Regions from separate parts of the Sus scrofa genome. Here region 1 is linked to region 2. The links are chromatin contacts, called in public Hi-C maps. All regions are on one chromosome and are shown on one strand. Each heading gives the region's core, a stretch centred on a gene start, on an enhancer-like site or on the middle of the called end of the contact. The rest is flanking DNA. Distances are from core to core; before and after follow the strand shown.

The links. Hi-C and Micro-C count contacts between places; a contact is called where the count stands out from the background.
Region 1: a contact with region 2 is called in a Hi-C map of skeletal muscle, with 8 times the contacts expected there. The contact joins the enhancer-like site here to the promoter of COIL in region 2. A contact is called at or near these places in 1 of 5 promoter capture datasets (liver), 23 of 47 Hi-C or Micro-C datasets (adipocytes, alveolar macrophages, blood and 13 more) and 2 of 2 datasets of contacts at active chromatin or transcription factors (alveolar macrophages and skeletal muscle).

The regions. Positions count from the first base shown.
Region 1 is chr12:33,338,803-33,342,499 of Sscrofa11.1, reverse strand. No RefSeq gene overlaps it. Among named protein-coding and RNA genes, the nearest start is that of AKAP1, 56 kb to the left of the region's middle. Within about 2 kb of position 2,114, at least 1 of the 83 cell types and tissues checked has an H3K27ac peak or open chromatin away from gene starts, as enhancers often do. A contact at or near this core is called in skeletal muscle, where this site is marked.
Region 2 is chr12:33,252,720-33,256,504 of Sscrofa11.1, reverse strand. COIL (coilin) reads left to right here and starts at 2,148. Exons shown (of 8, transcript XM_003131625.6): 1 at 2,148-2,437. The coding sequence starts at 2,193.

The DNA of each region.
Region 1 (3,697 bases), core at 865-3,364, 86 kb before region 2:
GCCGTGAGCTGTGGTGTAGGTTGCAGATGCGGCTCAGATCCCGCGTTGCTGTGGCTCTGGCGTGGGCCAGTGGCTACAGCTCCGATTAGACCCCTAGCCCGGGAACCTCCATATGCCATGCGAGCAGCCCTGGAAAAGGCAAAAAGACAAAAAACAAACAAAAAACTCATGTCATTGTTAGACAACATAATTAGCAATGATTCCTTAATATTATCAAGTATCCAGTGCAAAGCAGGTGTGTATCCTGCACACTAGGTAGAAGCCCCCAAAGCCTGGCAAAGAGAACAGAAATGTGAGCAGATCAAGCAAGCAGTAACCACTGCTGGCTGTACAAAGCCCAGGAGCATTTTTCCTGCATCCAGTTATCCCTCCCTTTGCAGGATCCTCAGTACCCTCTTCCCTAGGGTTGCTAAATAAATATAAAAATAGAGGCGTTCCCATCGTGGCACAGCGGAAACAAATCCAACTAAGAACTATGAGGTTGCAGATTCGATATCCCTGGCCTCATTCAGTGGGTTAAGGATCTGGTGTTGCCATGAGCTATGGTGTAAGTTGCAGACAAGGCTCTGATCTGGCGTTGCTGTGGCTATGGTGTAGGCCGGCAGCTGTAGCTCCAATTAGACTCCTGAGCCTGGGAACCTCCATATGCAGTGGGTGCGGCCCTAAAAAGCAAAAAAAAAAAAAAAAAAAAGAAAGAAAGAAAAGAAAAGAAAAAAAGAAAGTAAAGAAAAAAAATACAAGATGCTCAGTTGAGTAGTTGGATTTGAATTTCATATAAACAATGAATAATTTTTTTTTTTTTTTTAATGACCACACTCGAGGCATATGGAAGTTCCTGGGCCAGGGGTTGAATCCGAGCCACAGCTGCAACCTACTCCCCAGTGCTGGATCCTTTTATACAGGACCAGGGATCAAACCTGTGCCTCCTGAGCCACTGCAGTCTGATTCTTAACCCACTGCACCACAGTGGGAACACCAATGAATAATTTTTTTAGTATAGGTATATCCCATGCAATACTTGGGGCATTCTAATACTAAAAAGTTATCCATTATTTATCTGAAATTCAGATTTAACAGTTGTCCGGTATTTCATCTGGCAACCTCTCTTGTAATTGATAGTGGAAGGATGCTGTCCTGAGCCCAGGGCATCTAAATAGCTGGTAACTCAGAGAGAAAAGCTCCATTTGACCAAGGTGGGACTGGTCAAAAATCCCCCTAAAGAGATAGGAAATTTCACAGTCCTCCCCCTACTCCTCCACTGCCCTATTCTTCCTGGTGGACAGAGGCTGGCTTCTGAATCCCTCTCTGATTTCACAGCCTCAAAACGAATCCAACCTAAAAGATTCATCTACTTTTTTGACAGGTCCTGAAAGGGACGAAATAGAGCCCATTTTCTTTTTTCCATTTTAGGGCCACACACGTGGCATATGGAAGTTCCCAGGCTAGGGGTGGGGGGTTGAATCAGAGCAGCAGCTGCAGGCCTGCAACACAGCCACAGCAACGCAGGATCTGAGCCGCATCTGCAGCCTACACCACAGCTCATGGCAACACTGGATCCTTAATCCACTGAGCAAGGCCAGGGATCGAACCTACAACCTCATGGTTACTAGCCCGGTTCGTGACCATTGAGCCACAACAGGAACTCTGACCTGAGGTACCCTAGGAGTGAGTTTTCCCTCGCACTTTTTTTTTTTTTTTTTTTTTTTGTCTTTTTGCCATTTCTTGGGCCGCTCTCGTGGCATATGGAGGTTCCCAGGCTAGGGGTCGAATCGGAGCTGTATCCACCGGCCTACACCACAGTTCACAGCAACTCGGGATCCGAGCCGAGTCAGCAACCTACACCACAGCTCACGGCAACGCGAGATCCTTAACCCACTGAGCAAGGCCAGAGATCGAACCCTCAACCTCATGGTTCCTAGTCAGATTCGTTAACCACTGCGCCACGACGGGAGCTCCTCCCTCGCACTTTTATACACAGTTGCTCTTTGCTTTGTAACAGTGTAAGCGGCCCCTGTTACAATGGGAATCCGATTTCCATCTCCAGCAGCCCTTTAAGGAATAGAAAAACCCCGCTTGCTCAGATATGTATCAGATGGCAAGATGATCTCATCCTGTGCTGTCCTTCTCAGAGTTTATTTTGGGTGTAACACAGGTGAAGAATATGGTAGTGAGCCAGACTGTGATTCCAACTGTGCCAAAGGCAAAAAAGGTCATATGACCCTTGTGTCTGTACTAGAGACCTCTGTACCTGCCACGACAGGTGCCTACAGCTGGCACATAGCGTCCCACTCACCACAATTGTTTTTTATTTTCATTTTACTTATTGCAAGATATCTGATATATACAGATGCCTAAATAAAGACCTATGCACAGCTTCACATATTGTTATAAATTGAACACCCACATAACCACCAACCAAATCTCCAGGGCACTCAGCCCCCCAGAACCCCCCCACCCCAAGTCACATTCCCCTCCCGCAAATCAACTATACTTCCATTTAAAGAAAGAGAAAGAAGTAGAATAACGGGCAGACTCTTTCTCAAGGCTTAGAGGTTCTGCATGAACTGGCCCCTCCCCCATGTCTAGCTTGCTCTTGTCTTAGGACCATCCTGCACACCATCCCGCAGGCACTCTCTGGGTCCGGAGCTCTCCTCCGCCCATTCTGTGCATTGCAACCTCCTCTTCCTCCTAAAAATCTGAGCCTCAACATCACCTGCGAACTGCCTTCTCCAGCAAGTTCCATCATGCACCACATCCACCATCACGCTCAACCACCACATGCATGTCATAGCTTTCGCTGCATGTGTCTTCACTTTGTCAGGATGAATTTGTTTGTTTATGGAAGGTTTTTTCTGTTGATTTCAGTTTCTTCTCTTTCTTTTGCTTTTGTCTTTGTAGGGCCGCACCCACAGCAAGGGGTTGAATTGGAGCTGTAGCCCCTGGTCTATGCCACAGGCACAGCAATGCCAGATCCGAGCCATGTCTGCAACCTACACCGCAGCTCACAGCAACGCCGGTTCCTTAACCCACTGAGTGAGGCCAGGGATAAAACATGCGTCCTCATGGATACTGATCAGATTCATTTCCGCTGAGCCACAATGGGAACTCCCTGGTTCCAGTTTCTTTTTTCTTTTTAGCTGCAGTTCAGCGGCTCATTGTAGGATCTCAGTTCCCAGACCAGGTGTTAGACCCAGGTCATGGCAATGAAAACACCAAGTCCTAGCCACTGACCACCCTGTTGCCGTTTCTTTGAGGGCAGAGGTCCTATCCCTTTTGTTCAGCCAGTGCCATGCCCAGTGCTGGGTTCAATACAGTATTGATAAACATCTATTGGATGAACCTTCTGGCTAAGAATATCACCTTTCTTGTTAACAATTATTTCTCCCCTATTGCAAAAGCCATATTTTCATTGTAGAAAAGATTAGAAAGTACAGACTTTCAAAAACGTCATCTCGGGAGTTCCCACTGTGGCTCAGCAGAAACAAATCTGACTAGTACCCATGGGGATGCAGGTTTGATCCCTGTCCTCGCTCAGTGGGTTGGGGATCTGGCCCTGTGGTGAGATGTGGTGTAGGTCACGCATGCGGCTTGGAGCCCATGTTGCTGTGGCTGTGGCATCGGCCGGCAGGTGCAGCTCTGATTGGACCCCTAGCCTGGGAACTTCCATATGCTGCAGATGTGGCCCTAAAGGGCAAAA
Region 2 (3,785 bases), core at 899-3,398:
TCCCATCTGCCTCTACATGGATTAAGTCAGGAGCCGCGGCAGCTGCCGACCCACAGCGCCCCCCAGTGGAGGTCAGGGTGGAAATAGGAGTGAAGCACCCTGTGCTCTGGGAAAACTGGAAGAACAGGTTTTTGGGTTTTTTCGGGTTTTTTTTTGGATTTTCAGGGCTGCACCCGAGGCATATGGAGGTTCCCAGGCTAGGGGTCTAATCGGAGCTGTAGCTGCTGGCCTACGCCACAGCCACAGCAACGCAGGATACAAGCCGCATCTGTGACCTACACGAGGGCTCATGGCAATGCCAGATCCTTCACCCATTGAGCAAGACCGGGGATCAACCCGCAACCTCAAGGTTCCTAGTCAGATTTGTTTCTGTTGTGCTATGACAGGAACTCCAAAACAGGTCTTCAGATAGATCTTTTCAGGAGAAGATTTTGTGTGCCCAATTCTTGCATCTCCATGTATCTAGAAAAACACCAAAATCCTTCAGGCGATGTCTGTTTCTATGACTAGTAGTAACTAGTAGTCACGAGACCAGCCACAAACTCTTGTTGCATGCATCTCTCCTTCACCTTTATCATATACGCTGATATTATTTTTCCTTGCCTCTTTGGGGCAGTATTTCACAGTCATTTGCAAATGCAGCCACCTGCAAGGGTGAGCCAGTGAGGGCTGGGAAAACTCAGGATACCCCCCCACCCCCGATAGCTGAGGTGCATAACAAAGGAAAGATATTAGTGAGCCTAGACCACTTTGCTTTCTGCTACCTGCCCTTTGTTTGGAAAATTCCTGTGTATCCTAGCTCCCTCCTCGCCTTCTCTGAGCGGCTTCTCAGAGCTACCTGGGATGCTGTCTTCTGGGCTTAAGTCCTAATTTTGCCCCAAATAAAACTTAACTCTCAACTTTCAGGTTGTGTTTTTTTTTTTTTTTTTTTAAGTTGACAACTGCTAGGCCACCAGGGAACTACCCTGGTTCTTTCTTTTTAACAATAATAATAATTTGAACCTAACTGAGTTTTTGGCTGATGGAGTACTGGGCATGAAGAGGCATGGCTTGGAATCTCAGTTCACAGACCAGGGACCACATTGGATCAAACCTCTGGACCACAGTCCAAACCCCTGGACCACAAGGGGTCCCCCCGAAAATAATTTTTAAAGAACAATCTCTAGGCAATTTTAGCATATAACTTGGAAAGAGTTTAAGGAATTGACTGACACTGCCAATGACACATCTTTCCATTTTCATCTACTTATATAAATGAACAAGCTTTCTCAGGACTTAACATCAACTGAAAACAAACAAACAAAATAGGTCCAGAAATGATGGAAAGCCCTGTTTCAGTTAGCAATGTCCATCCATAGAGACATGGATAGTTAAAAAACCCCCATACAGCTTCTTTTATTTTATATATATATATATATATACACACACACACATATATATATATTTTTCTTTTTTAGGGGTGCACCCGCAGCATATAGAGATTCCCAGGCTAGGGATCTAATCAGAGTCACAGCTGCCGGCCTATGCCACAGCCACAGCAATGCAGGATCCAAGTCACATTTTCGATCTACACCACAGCTCACAGCAACGCCAGATCCTTAACCCACTGAGCGAGGCCAGGGATCGAACCTACGTCCTCATGGTTCCCAGTCGTAATCGTTTGCGCTGCACCACAACGGGAACTCTGCTGAGGGCTTATTTTTTATATTTTACTTAGGTATTACCGCTAAGGTATTTAAATTCCCCTGGATCCATTTGAAAGATTAATAGTATTGCTTCAAAATGCCAATATTTGCATTAGGAATTCCATCTTTTGCAACTCTGTATGATGAAAAATTTTGTGAACGAAATACATGGGGAGTCAATTTTTTGAAGTTATTTTATGTATATGAGTAAATACCTTAGAAGATCACCGCTGAGCGGTGCTTTTTTTATCTAGAAAGTTGCCTAAATTCGGACCCTACATAGCGCTTAGTCGGAAAAGAGTGAAGACATTTCGCTTATACTTTTGCCCTGCCTTGAACAATCGCATTGAATCAATCCCGTTCCGCCTCCTTGCCCGTCCCCAAGCCTGTAGCAGTCGCTTGCCACCAACAGGTGGCACACGTTAGCAGGCTCTAGGGGGCGGGCCCCCGAGCACGCCTCTCGGTAGCCCAGTGGTGTCTCTCGGCTTCCGTTGCGCATCGAGCAAGATGGCAGCCTCCGAGACGGTTAGGCTACGGCTTCAATTTGATTACCCGCCGCCGGCCACCCCGCATTGCACGTCCTTCTGGCTTCTCATCGACTTGAACAGATGCCGATTTGTCACGGATCTCATCAGTCTCATCCGCCAGCGCTTCGGCTTCAGTTCTGGGGCCCTCCTGGGCCTCTACTTGGACGGGGGGCTCTTGCCCCCAGCCGAGAGCGCGCGCCTGGTACGAGACAACGACAGCCTCAGGTGCGCGGGCGGGCGGGCGGGGCGGGGGCGCGGGGCGTCGGGGACGCGCCTGCGCACGCCCGAGGCGCCTCAGGCCTCTGGAGACCGTCAGGGGAGGGGGGGGGTGCCGGTTTGGGTGGCTGTCAAAGTGCACTGCCCCCAGAACCCCGGAGATTCTGATTGGTCTAGTCTGGTATGGGGGGCTCAGGAGTCTGCACTGTAACGAGCATCCTTCCCCAGGATGCTGCTGGTTCTGGAGGTTGTTGGACCAAACTTGGAGAAACCTTGATCTTGGGTTTGGGCAGAGCCTGCGTTCTTCGAGCTTTGGTTTAGTAGATGCTTCCTTCGCTAGGCACTGTGTTAGGCGTGCGGGGGTGCCTTCCCCTGGAGGCTAGCAGGGTCAGGTGCCTGAGACCCAAGCAAAAGGACCAGCAGTCTTGTTTTCGTCACCACGTGCGGCTCGTCCAACCTCAGTGCTCACGCGATACACCCCCCCCCCCCCCCGCAGACTGGTTGTGTGTCATTCTGGGTCTTACCTGGGTTCCCTTAAATAGGTGTTTGGGACCCTTTTGGGTCAAAATCGTTTTAAATATGCCTCTGGAAATTTGTTAAAAATGACACTGAGATGAGTATCAAGGAGCAGCTGTGGTATAAACTGCCTGCGTGTGATTGGTTTGTCTCAATAAAATGGTGAGACACGATCATTTCAGTTCGGATTCAAATCTTGGATTGATTTATTCAGGGTTGTTTTTAAAGCTTCAGCTACGTGAAAAAAATTCTAGAGCTGTGAACCAGGCTATTTCCTCCCTATGTTAAAGGCTGCGTATTCCTTTCCCCAGAGCATGTTCAGATTCCTAAGATTTCTTCAGAACATCAGGGAATTTCATTTCAAATAATTACTACATCTTTGAGTCTATGTGTGTATCTTTCTTTTAAAATCAGGTACACTATGATTGTCTAATAATGTTTAGGTGTTTCCAGTGACAATTTGAAGTAGTCCAAGTTTCAAAAAGTTCTTTTTCCTTCTAGTTCCCTGTGGAATAGGTTTTCATTCCCTCTGCAGTTCAGGGGCTCTTTAAATATTACAGTTGTAAGGACTGCAATGTCTCCTGTTTACTTTCTGATCTCCTGCCTAGTGAATTAATGACTTACCAATAACCAGCTGCAGTTACACTTCAATTCATGAATCCTCTAGACATGACACTCTTTATGATTAATGATGTCAAAAGCACACCTTGAAGGCTGTTATAAGAAATAAATACAGCATAATGGCAGGCAGAATTCCTCCTGAACACCAAAATGCAAACTTGCATATGTCAAGAAATACCCGTGCAACTGGCTTCAGTAAGGGCAAGTCTTAGGAGAGGTT